Linked DNA regions of Ovis aries: region 1 is linked to region 2. A link is a contact called in public Hi-C data. All regions are on one chromosome and are shown on one strand. Each heading gives the region's core, a stretch centred on a gene start, on an enhancer-like site or on the middle of the called end of the contact. The rest is flanking DNA. Distances are from core to core; before and after follow the strand shown.

Region 1 (5,150 bases), core at 1,714-4,213, 200 kb before region 2:
TTCCACTTGATCTCTTGTTTCTGGTGACCTTGAGAGAGGCCTTTGGCCTTTCCTAGCCCAGTTTAACAGTTACCTCCTAGCACTGGTCTGTGGGTAGGAATAATAAAATAAAGCCCCTGGAACATGGCAGGAGGCATTATTTTCCTGTTTCTGTGGAAGGAAAAAGACCCCAGCCACCTGAGATTTTCTTTACATTCTTCCCCATTTCCTTTTTTTCTGTAGCAGTTATCATTCTGGGTTTCCTAGGTGGCTCAGTGGTAAAGAATCTACCTTATAATGTGGGAGATGCAGGAGACATGGGTTTGATCCTAGTTGTGAAGACCCCTTGGAGGAGGAAATGGCAACCCAGTCCAATATTCTTCCCTGGAGAATCCCATGGACAGAGGAGCCTGGCGAGCTACAGTGCATAGGGTCACAAAGAGTCGGCCATGACTGACCACACACACAGTTTTCACCCTATGCCCACTTTAAACGTTTTTTATATGCTTAGTAAAGTCTATGAAGTTGGATCTTTGCTTTGGTTTCTGTAGTGTCCCAATTGGATGGAACAGTGTCTGACACCTAGTAGGTGCTCCTTATAAATGTTTGTTGAATCCACGATCAAGACTATCCCCAAGAAAAAGAGATGCAAAAAGGAAAAATGGCTGTCTAAGGGGGCCTTACAAATAGCTGAGAAAAGAAGAGAAGCTAAAGGCAAGGGAGGAAAGAGAAAGATATACTCATCTGAATGCAGAGTTCCAAAGAATGGCAAGGAGAGCTAAGAAAGCCTTCCTCAGTGATCAACACAAAGAAATAGAGGAAAACGATAGAACACAATAAAAAGCAGAGATGTTACTTTGCCCACAAAGGTCCGTCTAGTCAAGGCTATGGTTTCTCCAGTAGTCATGTATGGATGTGAGAGTTGGACTATAAAGAAGGCTGAGCGCCAAAGAATTGATGGTTTTGAACTGTGGTGTTGGAGAAGACTCTTGAGAGGACTCTTGGACTGCAAGGAGATCCAACCAGTTTATCCTAAGGGAGATCAGTCCTGGGTGTTCATTGGAAGGACTGATGCTGAAGCTGAAACTCCAATACTTTGGCCACCTGATGCGAAGAACTGATTCATTGGAAAAGACCTTGATGCTGGGAGGGATTGGGGGCAGGAGGAGAAGGGGACGACAGAGGATGAGATGGCATTACCGACTCAATGGACATGAGTTTGAGTAAGCTCTGGGAGTTGGTGATGGACAGGGAGGCCTGGCGTGCTGCAGTCCATGGGGTCGTAAAGAGTCGGACACGACAGAGCAACTGAACTGACTGACTGAATCCATGATATTAACCTGTGATGTGTCCAGTAGAGACTCTTAGTTCCGGTTGTGAGGGGCGGGAGGGGGCAGGGATACACAAGGTGTGCCAGGCCTGTCTACCTGCGGTGACTCCACCCCACCTGGCCTGGGGGTTCCCTGTTCCCAATCTCCGGGAGACTGAGAGTGCCAACAGCTTGATCCTTCACCCTTAGTGCCTGGCACTGTCGGGGGGGACAGGATGGTTTCTGCTGGGAAGGAACCATCTATTTAAATTAAAGGTTTGAAGGAAGCGCAACCAATTATATATTATATAGGGCTCCCCAGGTGGGTCATTGGTAAAGAACCTGCCTATCAGTGCAGGAGATGCAGGTTCCATCCCTGGGTGGGGAAGATCCCTTGGAGAAGGAAATGGCAGTCCACTCCAGTGTTCTTGCCTAGGAAATCCTATGGACAGAGGAGGCTGGCGGGCTACAGTCCATGGGGCTGCGGGAGTCGGGAAATGACTTAGCGACTAAACAACAACATATCGTAACATATATGTACACATATGTCAAGCGCTCTGCCCGATATCTCCCAACCGGCTCGCCCTGGTAGCGCGTGGGCAGCCCCCTCTTGGAAGCAGTCCTGGATGAAGGTGGCCCGCAGGCCCCTTCTCTGAGTTCCTCCTGCGCCAAGTGTGAGTGGGGAGGGGCAGGCGTGGCGGGGGCCGGGTAGAGGCCCTAGAGCTGGGAGGCGATCTGACATGGCCCGGCTCTCGGATCATCGCTCTGCAGGCACAGGGGTGCCGGGGACCCCGCCCGCCTGCGGGGCCAGAGCTCGGCTCTGCCCGCCCACCGCGGGGCGGGACGCAGGCTCCGCGGCGCCGGGACCGCGCGCTCCTGGAAGCAGCCCCCGCGCCTCCGCGCGCGCCGGGCCCTCTCGGCGTCTCCCGGCCCCTGGGCGCCAGCCCGACCCGCGGCCGCCGCTGCCTCTCCCGGGCCCGCGGCTCGTGCCGCAGTCGCCGCCGGCGGAGCAGCGCTCCAGGTACCGAGCCCCGGCGGGAGCGGGGCCGGAGACCCGCGGCCGGGTGGGGAGGGGGTCCTTCTCTCCCGGCGGGCCGGCCGGCGTCCTCCAGCTCGCCGCGGGGACCGCGTCCGCCCGAGCCCGGGGTGCCTCTGCGCTGGGTCCGAGACCTGCGCTCCCCGCCGGGGGCTTGGCTTTGGCCCGTGGGGCTCCCACCCTGCGACCCCCAGCACCCCGGGTCCTCCTTGGCACCTCTCTATGTCCACTCGCCGAGAGGGGCTTGCCCCGGCCTGGAGAGCGCCCAGCGGCCCCGGGCTCCCCGGGTCCCTGCCCTCGACCCATCTTGCCGCCCGCCCCTCCGAGGGCCTCTGTGCCCACCCGGCCAAACGCCCCGAGTCCGCGTTCCCGTCCTCCTGACTTGCCACTCGCTCCTGCTAGAGGACCCTGCTCCTCAGGTGCCCCCTCCCAAACTTCCTACCCAGGTGTTTGCCCCAGGTGTTTCTGCATCCCACCCAAGGACGCCCCCAAATCCCCTCTCCATCCCCCTCCGGGTGCTGACCCTTGACCCAGAAGGTCCCCTGCCCATCCCCGCCTTCCCAGCAGCCAGCCTCCACGCCCACCCCGCCTCCTCCTCCGGACCGCTCTGGGGCCTCACGTCCTCGCCCTCCGCCCGCATGGTCCCAGAGCAAGGCCCCGCCAATCACAGCACCCCGGACTGGGGCTCGGGGCCGCCGCGGGCCCCCGGGGGCAGCGGCTGGGTGGCCGCCGCGCTGTGCGTGGTCATCGCGCTGACGGCAGCGGCCAACGCGCTGCTCATCGCGCTCATCTGCGCGCAGCCCGCGCTGCGCAACACCTCCAACTTTTTCCTGGTGTCGCTCTTCACGTCGGACCTGATGGTGGGGCTGGTGGTGATGCCGCCGGCCATGCTGAACGTGCTGTACGGCCGCTGGGTGCTGGCGCGGGGCCTCTGCCTGCTCTGGGCCGCCTTCGACGTGATGTGCTGCAGCGCCTCCATCCTCAACCTCTGCCTGATCAGCCTGGACCGCTACCTGCTCATCCTCTCGCCGCTGCGCTACAAGCTGCGCATGACGCCCGCGCGCGCCCTGGCGCTGGTCCTCGGCGCCTGGAGCCTGGCCGCGCTCGCCTCTTTCCTGCCCCTGCTGCTGGGCTGGCACGAGCCGGGCCGCGCGCTGGCATCCGCGCCGGGTCAGTGCCGCTTGCTGGCCAGCCTGCCCTTCGTCCTCGTGGCGTCGGGCCTCACCTTCTTCCTGCCCTCGGGCGCCATCTGCTTCACCTACAGCAGGATCTTGCTGGCCGCCCGCAAGCAGGCCGTCCAGGTGGCGTCCCTCTCCACCGGCGCTGCCGGCCAGGCCTTGGAGACGCTGCAGGTACGGGGCAGGACGCGCAGGGAGACCCGGGCGTGGGGGCCGGGGAGGAATGAGCAGTCGTTGCTGGCACTTCCAAGTGGTCAATCCCAGCGCCCACCTTCCTTCTGAACGCTAGACGCAATGCCCAGCTGTCCACAGGACCCGCCAGGGCGTGGGCACGTTTCTCAAGGGTAACATGTGCAACAGGGCATTCAGGCGGGCCCAGCTCTCTCCACTTGCTCCTCACCCATCTTCCCCGTCACGGCCAGTGGCACCATCATGGCATCGTGGCCCAGAAGCTTGGGAACACTTTCCCTCTCATGCTCATGGGATGCATTCACAAGCTCCTCGATACCTGTGTCATTCCCGAGGGCACCTTCCTGATCTCCTGATCCAAGCCACCGTTGCTTCTTACTTTGGAGCCTTTTTCTTTTCTTCCTGTGCTGGGTCTTCAATGAGGTGCTCAGGAGCACTGGGGCTTAGTTGCCCCAGAGCACATGAGATCTTCTTTCCCCAACCAGGGGCTGAACCTGTGTCTTCTGCATTGGAAGCCGGATTCTTAACCACCCAACCACCGGGGAAGTCCCGTACCTGGGAGCCTTTGATAGTCTCCCGCTGCCTCCATCCCAGACCCACTCCTGTCCATTTTCTGCACAAAGAGAAACAAAAGGGCAGTCCCCTCACTCTTTGGCTCCAAACCCTTCAGCGGCTCCCTCTGGCTCTCAAGATGGAGAGGAGACCCGGGCCAGGATCTGGCCTGGGACCTGGTCCTGCCAGCCTCTCCAGCTGCACTCCCTCCCCTACCCACTCCCCACTTCTCTGCACCAGCCCTGCATGTCCTTCTGACACTCCCAGAAGGCGCCAGAGGTGTGCCCAAGTCTTTGCACCGGCTGTGCCGTCTGGGATGTTCTTCCCCTGGGGCCGTCCTTGGCTGACTCTTTCATTCACAGGTTACTCCTTCCCAGGGGCCCAGCCTGACCACCCCGTCTGCAGACCGCCCCGCCGTCCGCTACCCTGTTATTCTCCGTCTTGACTCCCAGCTTGTTGGTTTGTTCATTGTCTGTCTCCCTTACTGGTGTGTAAGCTCCCACAAGGGCTGGCTTCTCTGGGTGGGCTTCGAGCTCCACCCTACCTAGGAAGTGTCCCCTGACTCCTTGTGAATGGGGTGGGTGCTCTTAGCTGCAGGCCCTGCAGTGTCTAGAGCGGAGTGGGTTGCACAGCGCCTGAGTCCTAGCACCTCTCTGCCCAGGGCTGGGTGTTCAGACCGCCAGGCCCGAGCCCCACAGAATTAGACCACGGGCCCCCAGGAAGGTCCCAGCGGGGCTCTCCAGTGTCCTCCAGGCGTGGCCTCAGGTGTGGGAGGTGTCTGCAGGGTGGCAGGTCCCTTGGGGGGTGGGGGTTACTGGATAGACGGAGCTGAGAGGCTGACATCCTGGTTGGCAGCCCCCACGTGGCTCGTCCATGTCACCCCTGCAGTGAGGCCCATCAGCTCGGA
Region 2 (4,697 bases), core at 1,045-3,544:
TTCCCAGGCTACCACTCCTCTTTCTCTCCATCCCAGGCTCAGCATCGCATCACCACCACCTGTCTTTGCGCAGCCACAGGAACTTTCTGCCTGGCATCCTACCTTCAACACATTCTCCTAACTAAAGCCAAAGATGTATTTTAAAGGTAAGCCCACTCATGTCAGTTCTGGATGAAGATGCTTCAGCGTCTCCCCACGGCTCTAAGGTCTTGGACTAAACCCTTTCCTCTAGCCTGCAAGACTGGGCTCAGAACGGACCCTTCCTTTCATTTCCTATCTCATAACTCAAGTTCTGGGCTCCTTGGTCAAACTGAACTTCCCTCAGTTCCTCAAAATAGAGCTCTGGTGTTGGACACACAATCCTCTCTCTTTTAACCGTCTTAGTCTGGCCAAGTCCTACTGATCCTCTGAGCTTCAGCCCAGAACGCAGCTCTTCTGGGAAAACTTTTTGCATTTTTCACTCCACTTTTTGCACTCTTGATAACATATGTCATGCAGCATGGAAACTGCTGTATCCTTGCCTATATATCTCACTGGAATCTGGGCTCCTTGAGGACAACAGCCGCGCCTCTTTGATTCATTGCTATACCTGCATCTAACACAAGAGCTGAAGATAAATACGCTAGTTGAAACTGAGGAAACGGAGGCTATTCCCAAAGGGGAACTTGTAGGCAGAGTGCGAAAATAAAATGATTAAGGCCAGAAACTTTAGGAACATTTCCAGAAATGGTGAAAGAGGCTGTTTGGAGGGTCAAGAGGTAGGCAACACCATGGCAACACCTGTGGGAAGAGACAGCGTTAAGAAAGAGAGCCCGGAACGAGGCAGAAGAGGGGTTCTGCAGGGGGGAGAGAGTGTTAAGAAAGAGGGCCCAGAATGAGGCAGAAGAGAGGTTCTGCAGGGGAGAGGTGATTACTGATGGAATTAGCTTTTAGGGGAGCTTGGAAAATCCCATGGATGGAGGAGCCTGGTAGGCTGTAGTCTATGGTGTCACTAAGAGTTGGACATGACTGAGTGACTTCACTTTCACTTTTCACTTTCATGCATTGGAGAAGGAAATGGCAACCCACTCCAGTGTTCTTGCCTGGAGAATCCCAGGGATGGGGGAGCCTGGTGGGCTGCTGTCTATGGGGTTGCACAGAGTCGGACACGACTGAAGCGACTTAGCAGCAGCAGCAGCAGCAGCAGCAGCAGCAGCAGCAGCAGCAGCAGCAGCAGCAGATGTGGATTAGGATTACCCAGCTACTTTGGTTTGCCTGGTGCTGTCCCCGTTTTAAAATCGAAAGTCCTGTGTCCAATGAAAACCCTTGGTTCAGGCAAACCTAGGTTGGTGGTGTTAGGGTGGAATCCAGATTATTAGAGGAGCTAGTGGTTCTGGACAAGGGCTACTTCTCTCTGAGTTATGAGAGAAGGCAGAGAAGGAGAGAAGGGCAGGATTAAATAAAGGGTGTGGGCTGAGCCATCAGGCTTCCCTGGTGGCTCAGATAGCAAAGAGTTCAGTCGCTCAGTCGTGTCCAACTCTTTGGGACCCCATGGACTGCAGCACGCCAGGCCTCCTTGTCCATCACCAAATCCCAGAGTTTAGGCAAACTCATGTCCATTGAGTCGGTGATGCCATCCAACCATCTCATCCTCTGTAGTCCCCTTCTCCTCCCTCCTTCGATCTTTCCCAGCATCAGCGTCTTTTCAAATGAGTCAGTTTTTCCCATCAGGTGGCCAAAGTATTGGAGTTCAGCTTCAACATCAGCCCTTTCAATGAACACCCAGGACTGATCTCCTTTAGGATGGACTGGTTGGATCTCCTTGCAGTCCACGGGACTCTCAAGAGTCTTCTCCAACACCACAGCTCAAAAGCATCAATTTTTCGGCATTCAGCTTTAAGATAGTAAAGAATCAGCCTGCAATGTGGGAGAACCAGGTTCCCTCTCTGGGTTGGGAAGATCCCCCTGGAGAAAGGAATGGCAACCCACTCCAGTACTCTTGCCTGGAGAATCCCACGGACGGAGGAGCCGGGTAGACTACAGTCCATGAAGTCGCGAAGAGTAGGACACGGCTGAGCAACTCCTCAGCGGCTTTGGAATCTTTCCCTGTTCTGTTCCCTCCGGTCCTAGCGGCGCCGCAGTTGGCAGGACCGCTCACCGCTAGGGGGAGGAGCGGCGCAAACGACACGGCTGCCCCTCTAGCTCTCCCCGACGAGCTCTCTGTGGCGCTCGTCAGCCCGGCCAGGCCGAGGGGGGCGGGGTCCCGCCACGTGACCGAGGCGCCCCTCCCCCCGCCCCCCCGCCGCCCGCCCTCAGGCCGGCGCAGGCGCGGTGGTCGCGTCGCCGTCGCCGGGCTCCGTAGCCCGCGCCGCTTCGCCTCCTTCGGCCCCTGAGGCGGCCGCCCGGGCGGTCCTGCGGCTCTTCCTCCTGCGGCTGCGGGCCGCGGGGGCCGAGGCCATGTCCCGGAAGCAGGCCGCCAAGGGCCGGCCGGGCAGCGGCAGCCGCAAAGCCGAGGCCGAGCGCAAGCGGGACGAGCGGGCGGCGCGCCGGGCCCTGGCCAGGGAGCGGCGGAACCGGCCGGAGTCCGGCGGCGGCGGGGGCTGCGAGGAGGAGTTCGTCAGCTTCGCCAACCAGCTGCAGGCCCTGGGGCTGAAGCTGCGGGAGGTGCCGGGGGACGGGTGAGGCGCGCCCGGGAGCGCGGGGGCGGGCGGCGCCGCGGTTCGCGCCGGGGCTTGGCGGCCGTCTCCCTGCGCCGGCGGAGCGCGGGGCCGCGAGCCGCCGGCGCCCCCCCTCGAGACGCGCGCGGCCTCCCCCGTGGCCCTCGTGCTGGCGAACTGTCGGGGGTCCCGACAGAAGGTCTCCCCGAGATCGGTGCCCCGGAAGCACCTCCTCCCCGGGCAAAAATAGGGTGACTCTCAAGCCGAGACCTGAGGGGATGAGACGGGGCCAGTCGGGCCCCCCCCAAAAAAAGGTGACTTTAAGCCAAGACCTGAGGGGATGAGATGGAGCCAGTCCCGCCCCCCCCCAAAAAAGGTGACTTTAAGCCAAGACCTGAGGGGATGAGATGGAGCCGGCCTCCCCCCAAAAAGGTGACTTTAAGCCAAGACCTGAGGGAATGAAATGGAGCCGCCCCCCCCCAGCAAAAAAAAGGTGACTTTAAGCCGAGACCTGAGGGGATGAGATGGAGCCGCCCCCCCCAAAAAAAAGGTGACTTTAAGCCAAGACCTGAGGGGATGAGATGGAGCCAGTCGCCCCCCCCCCAAAAAGGTGACTTTAAGCCAAGACCTGAGGGGATGAGATGGAGCCAGTCGCCCCCCCCCAAAAAAGGTGACTTTAAGCCAAGACCTGAGGGGATGAGATGGAGCCAGTCCCGCCCCCCCCCAAAAAAAGGTGACTTTAAGCCAAGACCTGAGGGGATGAGATGGAGCCAGTCCCGCCCCCCCCAAAAAAGTGACTTTAAGCCAAGACCTGAGGGAATGAGATGGAGCCAGTCGCCCCCCGCCCCCCAAAAAGGTGACTTTAAGCCAAGACCTGAGGGGATGAGATGGAGCCGGCCGCCCCCCCCCCCCAAAAAGGTGACTTTAAGCCAAGACCTGAGGGGATGAGATGGAGCCGGCCTCCCCCCAAAAAGGTGACTTTAAGCCAAGACCTGAGGGAATGAAATGGAGCCGCCCCCCCCCAGCAAAAAAAAGGTGACTTTAAGCCGAGACCTGAGGGGATGAGATGGAGCCGCCCCCCCCAAAAAAAAGGTGACTTTAAGCCAAGACCTGAGGGAATGAGATGGAGCCAGTCGCCCCCCCCCAAAAAAGGTGACTTTAAGCCAAGACCTGAGGGGATGAGATGGAGCCAGTCGCCCCCCCCCAAAAAAGGTGACTTTAAGCCAAGACCTGAGGGGATGAGATGGAGCCAGTCCCGCCCCCCCCCAAAAAAGGTGACTTTAAGCCAAGACCTGAGGGGATGAGATGGAGCCAGTCCCGCCCCCCCCAAAAAAGTGACTTTAAGCCAAGACCTGAGGGAATGAGATGGAGCCAGTCGCCCCCCCCCCCCCAAAAAAGGTGACTTTAAGCCAAGACCTGAGGGGATGAGATGGAGCCGCCCCCCCCCCAAAAAAAGGTGACTTTAAGCCAAGACCTGAGGGGATGAGATGGAGCCGGCCTCCCCCCAAAAAGGTGACTTTAAGCCAAGACCTGAGGGAATGAAATGGAGCCGCCCCCCCCCCAGCAAAAAAAAGGTGACTTTAAGCCGAGACCTGAGGGGATGAGATGGAGCCGTCCCCCCCCTAAAAAAAGGTGACTTTAAGCCAAGACCTGAGGGAATGAGATGGAGCCAGTCGCCCCCCCCCAAAAAAGGTGACTTTAAGCCAAGACCTGAGGGGATGAGATGGAGCCAGTCGCCCCCCCCCAAAAAAAGGTGACTTTAAGCCAAGACCTGAGGGAATGAGATGGAGCCAGTCCCGCCCCCCCCAAAAAAGGTGACTTTAAGCCAAGACCTGAGGGAATGAGATGGAGCCAGTCCCGCCCCCCCCCAAAAAAGGTGACTTTAAGCCAAGACCTGAGGGGATGAGATGGAGCGGGCCGCCCCCCCCCCCAAAAAGGTGACTTTAAGCCAAGACCTGAGGGAATGAAATGGAGCCGCCCCCCCCCCCAGCAAAAAAAAGGTGACTTTAAGCCGAGACCTGAGGGGATGAGATGGAGCCAGTCGCCCCCCCCCTAAAAAAG

Evidence for each region. Hi-C and Micro-C count contacts between places; a contact is called where the count stands out from the background.
Region 1: a Hi-C map of hypothalamus shows a contact between it and region 2, with 3 times the contacts expected there. The contact joins the promoter of HTR6 here to the promoter of OTUD3 in region 2. A contact is called at or near these places in 4 of 16 Hi-C or Micro-C datasets (hypothalamus, liver, skin fibroblasts and 1 more).

Annotation. Positions count from the first base shown.
Region 1 is chr2:246,730,648-246,735,797 of ARS-UI_Ramb_v3.0, reverse strand. HTR6 (5-hydroxytryptamine receptor 6) reads left to right here and starts at 2,963. Exons shown (of 3, transcript XM_012157423.5): 1 at 2,963-3,676. The coding sequence starts at 2,963.
Region 2 is chr2:246,527,618-246,532,314 of ARS-UI_Ramb_v3.0, reverse strand. It overlaps OTUD3 (OTU deubiquitinase 3), which reads left to right and starts at 2,294. Exons shown (of 7, transcript XM_060411484.1): 1 at 2,294-2,657. The coding sequence starts at 2,437.